3 separate regions of the Mus musculus genome follow, and all the other regions are linked to region 2. A link is a contact called in public Hi-C and HiChIP or PLAC-seq data. All regions are on one chromosome and are shown on one strand. The core of a region is the stretch at or near the end of the contact, and the rest is flanking DNA. Distances in the headings are between cores, read along the strand shown.

Region 1 (4,376 bases), core at 1,425-3,924, 170 kb after region 2:
CCCCGTTTCCTTCCTCTCCAGAGGCTCTCGAAACTTCTTCTAGTCCACTGTCTGGAGATCCGCAAGATGGCACACTTGGTCTGATGCTTCAGTCTCTGTTGTTACTCTTGGTTGGCTTGCCCTTTGCCTAGCATTGGGCCTGTTTTGATTTCACTTTTTGATGTGTGTTTTCAGAAAGGGCCAAAGTAGGGACTACACTCACCAGCCTCTCGATCTACAGATGTAAAGGAGAAAGACACTTTGGCTCAGTATGCAAAGCTAGCCGTGGAGACAGGGAGTTGACCAGTGCAGAGAGAGGAAATGAAACTTTTCTTAGGTTTATTAGACCACATCCTATAAGTCTGTGGCTTCTTATGTGTCTGATTTCTAAAGAGCGTGGCAGCACAGCCAGCCTTATTTTTGCTTGTTCGTCATTTAAAACGAATATAGATATTACTTAATTTCCCTAGTTCTTTATATTTCAGCCATATATGAAAAATGAATGTTTATTCACAGTATATATTAGAAGGGAAGACGCGCTTGTGTGTGTGTGTGTGTGTGTGTGTGTGTGTGTGTGTATGTTAATTTATATAAATCCCTGTGTTATAACTCCAGGTTATCAAGCATTTAGCTAAAAAATAATAGTGATAAAATTAAATGAAAATGTAGCTCAGCCCTAATTAGAAGCAGCCTGAGCAACAACGTCGAATGCACCCCCAAAGGCAAAGCTTGTATTTGGATGAACTTGTATGAACTTCCAGAGCTCCGAAGCTGTGCCTCTAGAGTCATAGGTGGGCTCATGTTGTTGCAGCTCTTAGTTGTAAAATGGTTTTCTGTGCATGCAAGGGGAGGACTTCTAATGGCTCCTAGATGCCCATTCTAGAGGCGGAGGTCATTTACCATTGCGCCAAGCAAACAAGGTTCTCTATATCCCACTGCAATAGGACGCTTGGCAGATGTGTGTGTTAGAAGTACTGGAGATTCTGGAATATTCTATGATGTGCCCGCTCCTCCAAATGTATGAGCTGTGGTTTTCTTGTACAACTCAGAATCCTTCTATTCAAAAATTAAACATCAACACCCTCCCCCGCCCCGCCCCCCTGCATCCATATAGTCCCTTCACCGTATTCTTCTAGGCTAAATGAGTACATGGCTCTCAAGTCCCACCTGGGGACTTCTCATGCCTCAGCAAGGTGACGTTCTGATGAAACTCCACTCCACTCACCTGATACTCAGTGGCCACTGACCACACCCTCTGCTCCATGTTATCTGTCATCCCTTAGACTGAAAAACTTATATCACCGTCAACATTATTGCTGCCTCTGAAACTAGTCTCCGACCCTGTGAGCTGGTCTATGAGATAGGAAGGGCTGCTGTGTGGGATGCTCATGCCAAGAATTCATCTGTGGCAGCTGGCTGGTTCTTCTGCCTCGTGTGAAGCCTTGGAGGTCCAGCTGACCCTACCCCACAGGACAGCCTGGCTCGAACTCAATGCCTGCTTCCGTTTTCCCCTTCTATGCTAGCCACACATTTTTCTCCCCATTCCTGACACAGATCATTAATAGATAAGACTCAAGCCCTTCTGTAGGTGACAGCTTGCTTCCTCTTTTATAATTCTGTGCAGTGACAGATTGATTTTTCATGGGCTAGACTGCATCAAGAGAGAGTGCAGATCATCCTTAAAATCCTCTGTTCCTTGTAGGGCCTCCCTCAAATAAAAAACAGTACCTGGGTGGGAAATGGCTTTACAAGGCTCTAACATCATTTACCAATCTCTCTCCCTCCCCTATCCCTCTCCTGCTACCCCCCTCCTTTCCTCTACCACTTTCTAGTGTGGTATCTCTGGTTCTGAAACCTTTGCTGTTATCAGTCTCTTTAGTGATGTCAGAGGAGTAGACATCCTGGACTTGGACATGGAGGGGAAACCATGCCTACCCTGGAATGAGTTTCTTTTGTATGGAGGGCGGTACAGCAGTGTGACAGAGTGAAAGCTCTTACTTGCCACACCTCCTCCCTCCTGTGTCCTGTGAACCTCATTTGAAAGGCATTTATTGTCTTGGCTACTAGTTGAGCAAGAACCTATAAAAGGAGCTTGGTCAGCCTCTGCCCTTCACTCAGACCTTCTACTTCCTCTGCCATGGGTCTGAAAGGCCGTTTCAAGCCTGTTTGCATTTTTAAGAACACAGCTGTTGTGGGTGTGGGTGTGGGTGCGTGAGTGCTGTATACCTGTTGGTAAAGTGTAGGTTTATATGTGCTGAAGAGGTCAGAAGCCATCCTTGGTGTCTCTTCTAGTTGTCGCCTTATTTTTCAGAGTCTCTCACTGAGCCTGAAGTTTAGTGGTTGTTCAGAGTATCTGGGCATCAAGAATCGGGAAATCTGCCCATCCTTGCCACCCCAGTTCTGGGATTACAGATGTGTACTACAGTGCAGGACTTTGATATGTGTGTTGAGGATTTGAATTCAAGTCCTCATGCTTGTGCCCCAAGTATTTCACTGACCGAGCCATTCCCAGGCCCCACCCCCACCCCCCCCCTCCCACCGTCCCACAATTTGTTTTCAGTGTTTCGGTAGTGCGGTAGAAGCCACATGTCTCTTGATGAAGTCCGGTTAGAGTTTTGGTTACCCTGTCCTGGTCTCCATCTGGCCACCTCTACTTGGGCTGAGAATAAGGAATGAGGTGGCCTTTGTACAGCCAAAGTTTGCCATTCTGTTGAAACACCCTTGGGTGTGTGCTTGTCTGAGTACACAGAGTATGACCATTTCTAGCCTTTATGGCCACTGCCCCAGGAGAGCAAAGACTTTCTCTGAGAGATGTGTGTGTGTGTGTGTGTGTGTGTGTGTGTGTGTGTGTGTGTGTGTGTGCATGCACTCAAAAAGTTTCTGTTTTTGTTTTTTTTTTTTTAAAAAGACAGTTACTCCCAGAAGGAAGTACAGGGGGAAAAAAATGAAGATATTGGAGAAAGAAAAATGAAACCCAAGAAAAGCAAGAACTTGGGGTAACCAAGAGATACTCGCAGGCCTAGTCCATTCACTCACTGTGCTGGTCTTTCAGACAAGCAAGCTGTGTGGGCCCCACATGGAAATCCTGTCCTTGGTGCTAGAGTCAGAACCAGGTTTGGTAAGAGATGACTTGGCGGTAAACTTGCTCCACAGGGTTGGGGCAGGTGGGCCCTGGAGGCATCCAGCCAGTGTCTTTTCATTCTTTGTTCTGCCCACTGGGATCCTGGAAGGCCTCTGTTTAGGGTGTGTGTGTGTGTGTGTGTGTGTGTGTGTGTGTGTGTGTGTGTGTGTTGAGAAGTCTCCTTGTCCCAGAGAAACACGCCCTTGACTAGAAAGTAGAATAAAATTGTAATCACCTGTAGTTGTGTGACTGTCTCCAGGACACAGTTGTTTCTCCACGTCACTTTCCTGAGAACCCCTGGGAAAGGTGGGTGTCCTTTGGGAGGGTGATTTCAGAAGCATGGAGGCCTTAAAGGAAAGATGAGCCACTTCTGTCCATCCTTCTGCTAGGCAGGGATGTGGTGTCTGGGGAAAGGCTTGTGGCCTTTATGATATATGTTTTGTTTGCACCCAAGAAGAATGGGACACCCCCTCCCCATTTTGGTCCTGCCCTTTTAGGACAGCAAAATGTCCTCAAGCCTGGTTGCCCTGGACTTCCTCTCTGTGGTCTGCCCTGATTGGGCCTCCAGGAACGGTCTCCTCCCCGTCCCTACTCACTTTGTACACTTGATTTAAAGTTGTAAGACCAAGTTTCTTTGGAGATGTGGGATTAGCAAATCATTATACATAGTTATATAAAACTACAATAAAAGTGAGTTTTGTTTATTTATTTTGGCCTACCTCTGTGAGTTTTCCTATAAGTTCCTATTATTTTCCCCAGCTCATGACCAGAACACAGACCGTGTCTTCCTATTCTTACTAGAGAACCTTATATGGACACAGGGTATGTGGGTATTGTCTTTAAGATGTTCCCTGTGTGTGTGTGTGTATCTGTGTATGTACACGTATTCTAGTGCATGTGGAGTTCACAGGACAAGAATCTCTGGTGAATCAGATTCAGGTATCTTCCCCTCTCCTTCCATTTTCTTCCTTTAAAAGACTTGCTCCCTTACTAACCTGGGACTACTGGGGAAGGCTGGCCAGCTGGCCATTGGATTCTGGGGATCACACTCGAGTGTTAATGCTTGTAGGGCTTTGTCTGCGCAGCCTTCTCCCACCCATGCTTTTATTTGGAAGGAGTGTTGATTCCGTGTGCTGCACCCTGTTCAGAAACTCATGCTGAGCTATGGATGTCAGTTTCTACTCTGCCCCATTTCTAGGCCTTCTTGGACACAGAGGAGGGAACCCCTCCCCCCCGCCCCCGCTTTGTCTGTTGCTTCTTGGACACTGGTGCACCT
Region 2 (3,952 bases), core at 571-3,070:
AGAGGTGCCTCCAACGAGAGAGCCTCTTAACTCCTTCCCTGCTATTCGGAAACTGCTTACAGCAGTGTTTGCTGCGGTTAGAGTTGATTAGAGTTGTGTTGGATGCCTCTGTCCAGGGAGTTGTTGTGTGTAGGTCTCCCTGGTGGCCTCAACTCCCTGGCCTTTACTCTCAGGCTCCTTAGCGCTGCTCCTGACTTTACACAGGTGTAAATCAGGCCATTAGCACCTTCTGCCTCAGCCGGGGAGGTGTGCCCAAAAGGGGGTTTAAAGGTGACAGGGTTGGGGTGGGGAGGAAACCTGATCATTTTAATGTTTAACCTCGGTGACAATGGGATCGGGAGCCCTCCCCACCCCCACGCAAGCAGCTTCTGTGGAGAGAGTCCATAAAATACCTCAGATAAGAGAGGAACTCAGCGGGAGGAACTGGGTGGCTAAACCACAGATCAGACTCAAGGCAGCTGAGAGAAAGCAACTCTGGAGAGAGGACATAGCCCTTTCCACCAGCCCTGTCCTTCGGCAAGTGCACCCTTCCTTAGTCTGAGAGGAGAAACCCCTAACAGTTAGTTCTGCATTCAGTGTTAAACGACTGGGAGGCGGAAAACTGAAGGGAACATAACTCTGGTTAGGACAGGAGAGAGGAGAGCCATTTCTGGTAAATAATTAACAATACAACATGTTTCCCTTAAAAAAAAAAAGTACCCAGAAGAACTTTCAACTTCTCTAATTTGGAAAGTCAAAAGTTTAACTGGGCGCCAGGAAGCTGTTGGCCAAACCCTGCTTCTTGCCCAGTCATCCTGGCAGCGTGGGAGCTGTGACCACCTCCCTCTTGGTAAGATCTGGAGTGTAGGTGGCAACAGCCGATGACATCTGGCTTCTCTGGGGTGTCCCAGGAAGAGGGTGGGACCCTCAAATCTCATCCTGGGTGTCAAAGATCCCTCTGCTAAGTGTTCCGGAACTAAGTGTGTTCTCAGATTCATGGCAAATCAAGTCACGGAGACAAATTAGGACCTGCAACATTCGTTTTAGAACTCAGTCCACTTGGGGTCTCCATTCTGATTTGTAACCTCGCCCAAGTTGCTTTCCCAGCCCTGGGCAGTTTACTTCATTATTGACCTGAGGCAAACTGCCTTCACAGAGCTGTTGCCTGACAGTGCTTGTTGTGGGGGTGGGGTGGCACGTGATGCCTGCCTGTGCGCCACGTTCTTCTGACCCCCGTTTTTGAAATACAGCCCCGAGTTTGACTGGAGCACATTCCCCATGGAATGACTGACTTACTGTCCGCACTGCCTTCCCTACTACAGTAGTGGAATTGCTCAGTGGCGATCCCAAGGCCTGCAAAGCCTAAAATAAGTAAGTATTGCTCATGACGTTGCGGTCCTCTTAGATCAGTAAAGATACAGCCGCGTGTAGATGAGGTGCTAGTTTGAGCATCTCATCCTGCCCTCGCCCTTGGTCTTTGGAAGGATGCTGCTTGCTTACTGATGTCCTCCGATGCTCACAGCTCCCGTCTCCACCCAGCGTCTAACGTCCAGAGACTTCAGGTCCAGCCTTCCCTTTGCTGTTGACAACACCGCAGCTGAGGAGGATGGAGTTGTTCGCTGTTGTTAAGACAGACTAGGTGGGCCCTGACTTTGGTGGCTACCAAATTTTCTGACAGATGTCAACCTGAGGTTCAGGAAGAAGAAACCAGAGGAACAGGTGGAAGCAAAAGAAGCCCAAAGGCAGACCCATGGCCTTGACTCACCACATAGGTCTTGGAGCCAGCCTATGGATGAGGAAAGAAGGCAGTGAGCCAGGTCTCTTCCCTGGACCGAAGTCAATAAGGCTGTGCAACAGCTTTTCTCTTCCCCAGACTTTAGACAATGAGGTGTGCAGCAGCTTTTGTCTTCCCCAGACTTCAGTCAATAAAGTGTGCAGCAGCGTTTGTCTTCCCCAGACTTCAGTCAATGAGGTGTGCAGCAGCTTTTGTCTTCCCCAGACTTCAGTCAACGAGGTTATACAGGGGACAAAGCATCAGGAAAGACTAAGAGAAACTCAAAGCCTTCTTGGAAGCAGCACTAAGTGTACCGACTCAGTAAAACTTCCCAAAGACAAAGAAAGTGGTTACATTTGGCAAATAGACAGAACCCTTCCCGTTAACTCATGCTGGCTAATAGTGTCCTTTCCTTCACCCAGTTTTTTGCCTTCTTGTTAAGGAGGCAAGAGTTCACTCAACCCACACAGCCACTCTGGAATCAAAGGTGTCCTTTCAAAGTTGTCTCACAAAGAATTGGGGATAAAAGTCTTTGTTCTTGGGTCCAGGTCGCTGGAGTATCCCAGAAGCCCTCCACTCCTGGTGGCCGGCCACCTATCTTCCCTCCCTCCTGCACGTGGCCCCATGTGCTTTCCAACAGCAGGATTCAATGTGCAAAGCAGCTATAGGAACGTGAACGGGAGTCTGGCCAGTCCTGATCACTGGTACCTCCACTTGCCCTCTCTGGTGGCATTCCTGCCTCAGATCCTCTCTTCCTGGCATTTATCCATCAACTTCAAGATCGCAAAGTCCAAACACCAGTCCCATGACACAGTCAGAAGTACCAATCTAGTTTCAGTTCCTGGCACCCACAATGAATGGTCCACAACTGCGTATAAAGTTTCAGAAGATCTGACATCCTGTGCCGACCTCTGAGAGCATCTTCACGGGTGTACACACAAATGAAGATGTGCACACACAGTGTACATGTACATAAAATTTTTTAAAATATTTCTTAAAAAAGAAAGCCGACTCTCTGGACACTATACACTGCTTTTGGTAGCATGGACGGACAGGGAATTATGTAATGGTTTTGAATGCACTGATGCTGGGTTTCCAATGGCCAGGGGCCTATGGAGTTAACCCTTTTCTCAATACTTCATATTGAGAAATGTTCTCTCTCTCTCTCTCTACCATACACACACACACACACACACACACACACACACACACACACACCTATGGATTGAACCCATGACTTTACTCATGGTATGCAAAGACTCCACTTGTACCTTAAATATAAATGGACTTTTTCATAGGATCTATGATATCTGGTAGTCAATGAGACACACTTTATAGAATTTTCTGGCATCTTTGGTATGCTCCATAATTTTTACAAGTGGCAGGGATACTGTGATCAAAAAGCTTGTGAATCCCACTACTACCATAGTCTGACTTCTGGGAACCCCACCCCATCCCACACTCAACCCAGAAGGTAGAGAGTTTCCTATTAGTTCACATTGAGGAAGCTGAAACTCACATTACTCATGGGACTTGTGTTAGTCCACTATTTGGAAGCAGCCAACCTGGGACTAAAAGCTGGTGGGAGGGTCAGCTCTGTGTCCATGTGGACGTTTCTATCAACTCGGGGTGAGAGCTTTATAGGGTCCCTAGGGGAGCTCTGTGGGCCTGTCACCTGTTCATTCAAACAACACAAGGGTGGTGTTGCCTGGCTCATTCTGAGAGTCCTTCCACCTGGAAGTACCTCAAAGTACCTCAGCCTGAGCTCAGAGTACCAATCTGCAATCACAGGTGAGAACGGGTGAGGACAGTGACAGAGGAGTCATCAGGGTGAGGAGGTCAAAGGGCCACGGCACATCTGTTCATTGTTCATTGCTTCCCGCAGATTTCACCTCTCTCTCTCTCTCTCTCTCTCTCTCTCTCTCTCTCTCTCTCTCTCTCTAATTTGGATATAATCTAGTCATATCTCAACCCTGCAGCTTTGCCAAGAAGAAATTACTTTGAGAGAAGGAGGAAACAAAGCAAGACCCTTTGCACACTGAAAGGTTGGCCCACACGCCTTCCCTCCTTCTCCCGCTAATGGCTGTCCCCGTGGCCTAGGCCAGGGCTGTGCTTTGTTCCCGGTGAAAGACACAGAAGAGCACCAGCTTAGCTCTTAAACAAATAGTGCCATTTAAACCTCTCAGCGACACCATTGGC
Region 3 (3,865 bases), core at 1,325-3,824, 150 kb before region 2:
CTGAGCTGTGAACAGTAGAGGTTAGAGGGAGGCTGCTTCGTGGCCAACATAACAGACACTGGATCTGCCCAGCAATGAAATGTGTTGTCCTGTGAAGGAATGAGGTCCCTCGTGGTTGGACAGCTCACTGAGAGGATGCTCGTGGAGGGCTTCATGTGTGAGTGTGTGTGTGTGTGTCAGTGTGAGGATATATGTGAGAGCATATGTGTGTGAGAGAGTGTTTGTGTATGTATATATGTAAGAGCGTGTATACATGTGTGAGCGTATATGAGCATGTGTATTTGTGTTTGTGAGTGAGTATATATGTGTGTCAGTATGTGTATGAATGTAAGAGCGTGTATGTGTGAGCATGTATAAACATGTGTATTTGTGTGTAAGTAAGCATGTATGAGCATGTATGTCTGTAACTGAGCATGTGTGAGCGTGTGTGTATGTGTGTGTGAGTGTGAGCATGTATAAACATGTGTATTTGTGTGTAAGTAAGCATGTATGAGCATGTATGTCTGTAACTGAGCATGTATGAGCGTGTGTGTGAGAGTGTGAGCATGTATAAACATGTGTAGTTGTGTGTAAGTAAGCATGTATGAGCATGTATGTTCGTAACTGAGCATGTGTGAGCAGATGAGAGTGTGTGTGTGTGTGTGTGTGTTTGTGTGTGTGTGTGTGTTAGGTAGCATGTCAGATCCCTTTTAATTATGACATCGGGCATCTGTCCCTGCTGAGAACATGGGGTAGCTGCTTCTTTATCCTTGTTGAGGAAAGGCTTGGTCTTTATCCTGCACAGTTAACAGTGTGGGGCTTTCTGCTTGAAAGTGTAGCAAGGGTATCGGCCTTCATTGCTGGTCTCCGTGGAGATCCAAAAGCAGTTTCCATCTATGTTAACACATGTTTTTGTACAAGGGTCTCATGTTCACATAAGTTTGATGGGAATCCTACAAGGTGCCATGTCTTTTTACAGAAATGCCAGGTTTTCTTTTATTCTTATGGAGTCTTTCTGAAACATGTGTCAGGTTAGCCCAGTAGCCCTCAGCTCTGGCTATTGGCAAAAATCATCAGAGGCTTCAAAAACTATAGATGCTAATAAATATTCACTCAGTGTTCTAAGAGCATACACTGGGAAAAGGACTGTCTCTTTAGCAAATGTTTCTGAGGAAAATTGGGTATCCACATGCAGAAGAATAAAACTAGACCATGTCTTTCATCATCAACTGAGAAGGAGTAATATACAAAGCCATGAAACATTAGAAGAAAATAGAGGAGAACCGCTCAGTGTTGTTGGGCTATGCAAAGATTTACCATCTACGACCCCAAATCACGGAAAGCAAAAGCAAACATAGACAGACAGATGGATTACAACATAGACAGACAGACAGATGGATGACATAAAGCAAAGACACTTCTCCACAGCCAGGTGAATAATCAGCACTGCGAAGTGAGGGGAGGGTGGTGGCTGAAGAGATGACTCAACAGTTAGAGCACTGGCAGCTTCTCAGAGGACCCACAACATGGCAGCTCACAACTGTGTGTGTCCTCAGTTCGGGGAATCCGCCCACACCTCTCCTAGCCTCCTCAGCCCCCAAGCATGCATGCGGCGCACATGCATACATACATACATACATACATACATACATACATAAAAAGAGTCTTAAAAATTAGAAGGCTTTGTCTTGCAGAAGTTAAGAGTAGGTTGTCAGTTACGAGAAGCCAGGAGGCAAAGGAGAGGGAGCAATGGGGAAAACAGGCCAATGAGAATCAAGTGGCAAGTAGATGAGAGAAGAAATCCTGTTCCAGAGTAGTGCTGGGTAAAGCCAAAACATAGTCCGGCCCGTATGGGACACCAGCGGAATCCTGCCTGACTGAAAACTAAGCCCTCAGCAACAGTGGCTGCTTGCTTCCCTGGTGTTCAAAGGTTTATAGTGAACTGAATTCTTTGAATGCATGGCATTGAGTGGGGCAGGACCACAACCGAGTCCGGAGCTTGGCCACCTGAAGTTGCATCCGGCGTTTCGTTCTGTGGTAAGATTGGGCCATAGATTGCCTTGGGTGCCTGGACTGAAATCTTATGCTGGCTTTCTAATTAGTAACTAAGAAGGCATGCACTGTGTGTTCATGTGACAGGGTGACTTCCTCAATGCCCAGGACAGTCTCAAGGTCAGATGGGCCACCTTGCTCCATGACTTGACCCGTGTCTCCCAAAGCACGGTTGCCATTGATTAGGAAGCAGTGACTAATTGTGCAAAAGGTAAACCTGGTCTGAATGTGTGGGCCGAGCTAAGTGAAAGCTAAAGAGCACAGTTAGGCAGGCGTGCTCTCTGTGGAGCTGTCGGCTGATGAAGGAGTGAGAAGATGCTCCTGTAAGCGTTGAGAGTACAGCAGTAACCGAGAAGCCCTGGCTCACAGCAGCTGGGGACAGTGTGCCCATCACATGGATACCGCAGCTGGTTTTAGCCAGAGCTTGTCTCGAGACAGCCTCTGACTGGGGTTGTGGAAGCCTGAATACTGTTCCTAGCAGGAGCTGACAGGACTACAGATCTGAGTGATGACGTAAGAACTTTCATGAGACACTCCCTGCCCTCTTCCCCAGCGAGTGAGCCTTTGTGGTTCACTGCTGCAACCCTGCGTGTTTCAGCACCGCACACGGTCCCTGTGGTAATAGCTGTTTGCTAGTTGTGGTCACTTAATTGAAAAAAACTGGCGTGAGGATATTAAACGTCCCACTAAGCCGTTTTTTTGTGTGTGTCAAGTATGATGACATTGCTGTGGCCCAACTCCCTCAAAGGCCAAGCTGATTACAGTTCTAAACAGCCATAGTAAAGCAAAAAGCTAGGGGCGGAGGAAGGAGGTGTGGCTCAGAAAGACACTGGCCCTCTGCCGTCTGAGGATCCTGACCGCGCATACTGTCAACCATACATCCTAGATTGGGAAAAGGGGTGGTTCTGCTGGTCCTCGTTTGGGGTTTTCTCTGAGGACAAGGTTAAAGAGAACAGTGGCCCATTGGTTAGATCAGGCTTGCCTGTTGCAGGCAGATTCTGGAAGCTTCCATTCCTTTCCTCCTGTCATTCCCTGGATACCTAACCTGTCCTGAAGTAGAGGAGGTGGTGACATTGAGTTCTCTTGTGTGATGGACTTCCTGACCAGATCAATAAGGGCTGCGGTTTCGTTACTTGCCTATTGCTTTCCTTGTTTCTCTCTCTCTCTCTCTCTCTCTCTCTCTCTCTCTCTCTCTCTCTCTCTCTCTTCTTGTAAATCTTTATTTCAGAAATGTGTACGTGAGGAGGCAGGAAATCATGTAGGGATCCCACCCCTCATGCCCCGTGTCCCTGATATGGTCATTCAGGATTGAGTTTGGCTCCGTTTGGGTTTTTGTGACAGGATCTGGCTGCGCACCTCAGACTGGCTTTCAGCCTCATGGTCCTGCTCTTTGTCTCCAAGTGTTGGGTTAGGGTTAGGGTTAGGGTTGTTTTACCATCCCCTCCCCTCCCCTCCCCTCTTCCTTCCTTCCTTCCTTCCTTCCTTCCTTCCTTCCTTCCTTCCTTCCTTCCTTCCTTCTGTCCTTCCTTCCTTCTGTCCTTCCTTCCTTCCTTCCTTCCTTCCTTCCTTCCTTCCTTCCTTCCTTCCTTCCTTTCGTTTCTTTGCTTCTCTGGGACATTACCTACAGCTGTTTTAGTGTGGCCCTGCAGCACAGGTGGCTTAACTGCTTAAGAACTGACACACAGTGCCCCATTCACACCTAACAGCTTTAATATTAATTGCACAATCTCTTTCAAAATTGTCCACATCAGGCAGTTTAGATCAAGACCTGAGCGATGCATGCCCATCACATCTAGCTGACACTCCCCAAGAGCTTGGTAGTGTGTGAGGGCCC

Evidence for each region. Hi-C and Micro-C count contacts between places; a contact is called where the count stands out from the background. HiChIP or PLAC-seq counts read pairs in DNA pulled down with a chosen protein or histone mark.
Region 1: an HNF4G HiChIP or PLAC-seq map of pancreatic cancer cells shows a contact between it and region 2. The contact joins the enhancer-like site here to the promoter of 4930552P12Rik in region 2. A contact is called at or near these places in 1 of 15 datasets of contacts at CTCF or cohesin (the NIH/3T3 cell line), 1 of 484 Hi-C or Micro-C datasets (uterus) and 4 of 115 datasets of contacts at active chromatin or transcription factors (extraembryonic endoderm stem cells, fibro-adipogenic progenitors, pancreatic cancer cells and 1 more).
Region 3: a contact with region 2 is called in a Hi-C map of liver, with 2.2 times the contacts expected there. The contact joins the enhancer-like site here to the promoter of 4930552P12Rik in region 2. A contact is called at or near these places in 1 of 39 promoter capture datasets (liver), 10 of 484 Hi-C or Micro-C datasets (embryonic fibroblasts, embryonic stem cells, liver and 2 more) and 17 of 115 datasets of contacts at active chromatin or transcription factors (bone marrow-derived macrophages, differentiating embryonic stem cells, embryonic fibroblasts and 9 more).

What each region holds. Positions count from the first base shown.
Region 1 is chr19:55,866,102-55,870,477 of GRCm38.p6, forward strand. All of the region lies in intron 5 of Tcf7l2 (transcription factor 7 like 2, T cell specific, HMG box), which reads left to right. Among named protein-coding and RNA genes, the nearest start is that of Gm52391, 70 kb to the right of the region's middle. Within about 2 kb of position 2,675, at least 56 of the 459 cell types and tissues checked have an H3K27ac peak or open chromatin away from gene starts, as enhancers often do. A contact at or near this core is called in extraembryonic endoderm stem cells, pancreatic cancer cells and trophoblast stem cells, where this site is marked.
Region 2 is chr19:55,700,384-55,704,335 of GRCm38.p6, forward strand. 4930552P12Rik (RIKEN cDNA 4930552P12 gene) reads right to left here and starts at 1,821. Exons shown (of 4, transcript NR_045318.1): 1 at 1,745-1,821. It overlaps Gm41871 (a long non-coding RNA gene), which reads left to right and starts at 760. Exons shown (of 3, transcript XR_877940.2): 1 at 760-829; 2 at 1,230-1,350; 3 at 1,502-2,244.
Region 3 is chr19:55,546,252-55,550,116 of GRCm38.p6, forward strand. All of the region lies in intron 7 of Vti1a (vesicle transport through interaction with t-SNAREs 1A), which reads left to right. Among named protein-coding and RNA genes, the nearest start is that of Gm41871, 150 kb to the right of the region's middle. Within about 2 kb of position 2,575, at least 47 of the 459 cell types and tissues checked have an H3K27ac peak or open chromatin away from gene starts, as enhancers often do. A contact at or near this core is called in bone marrow-derived macrophages, hepatocytes and liver, where this site is marked.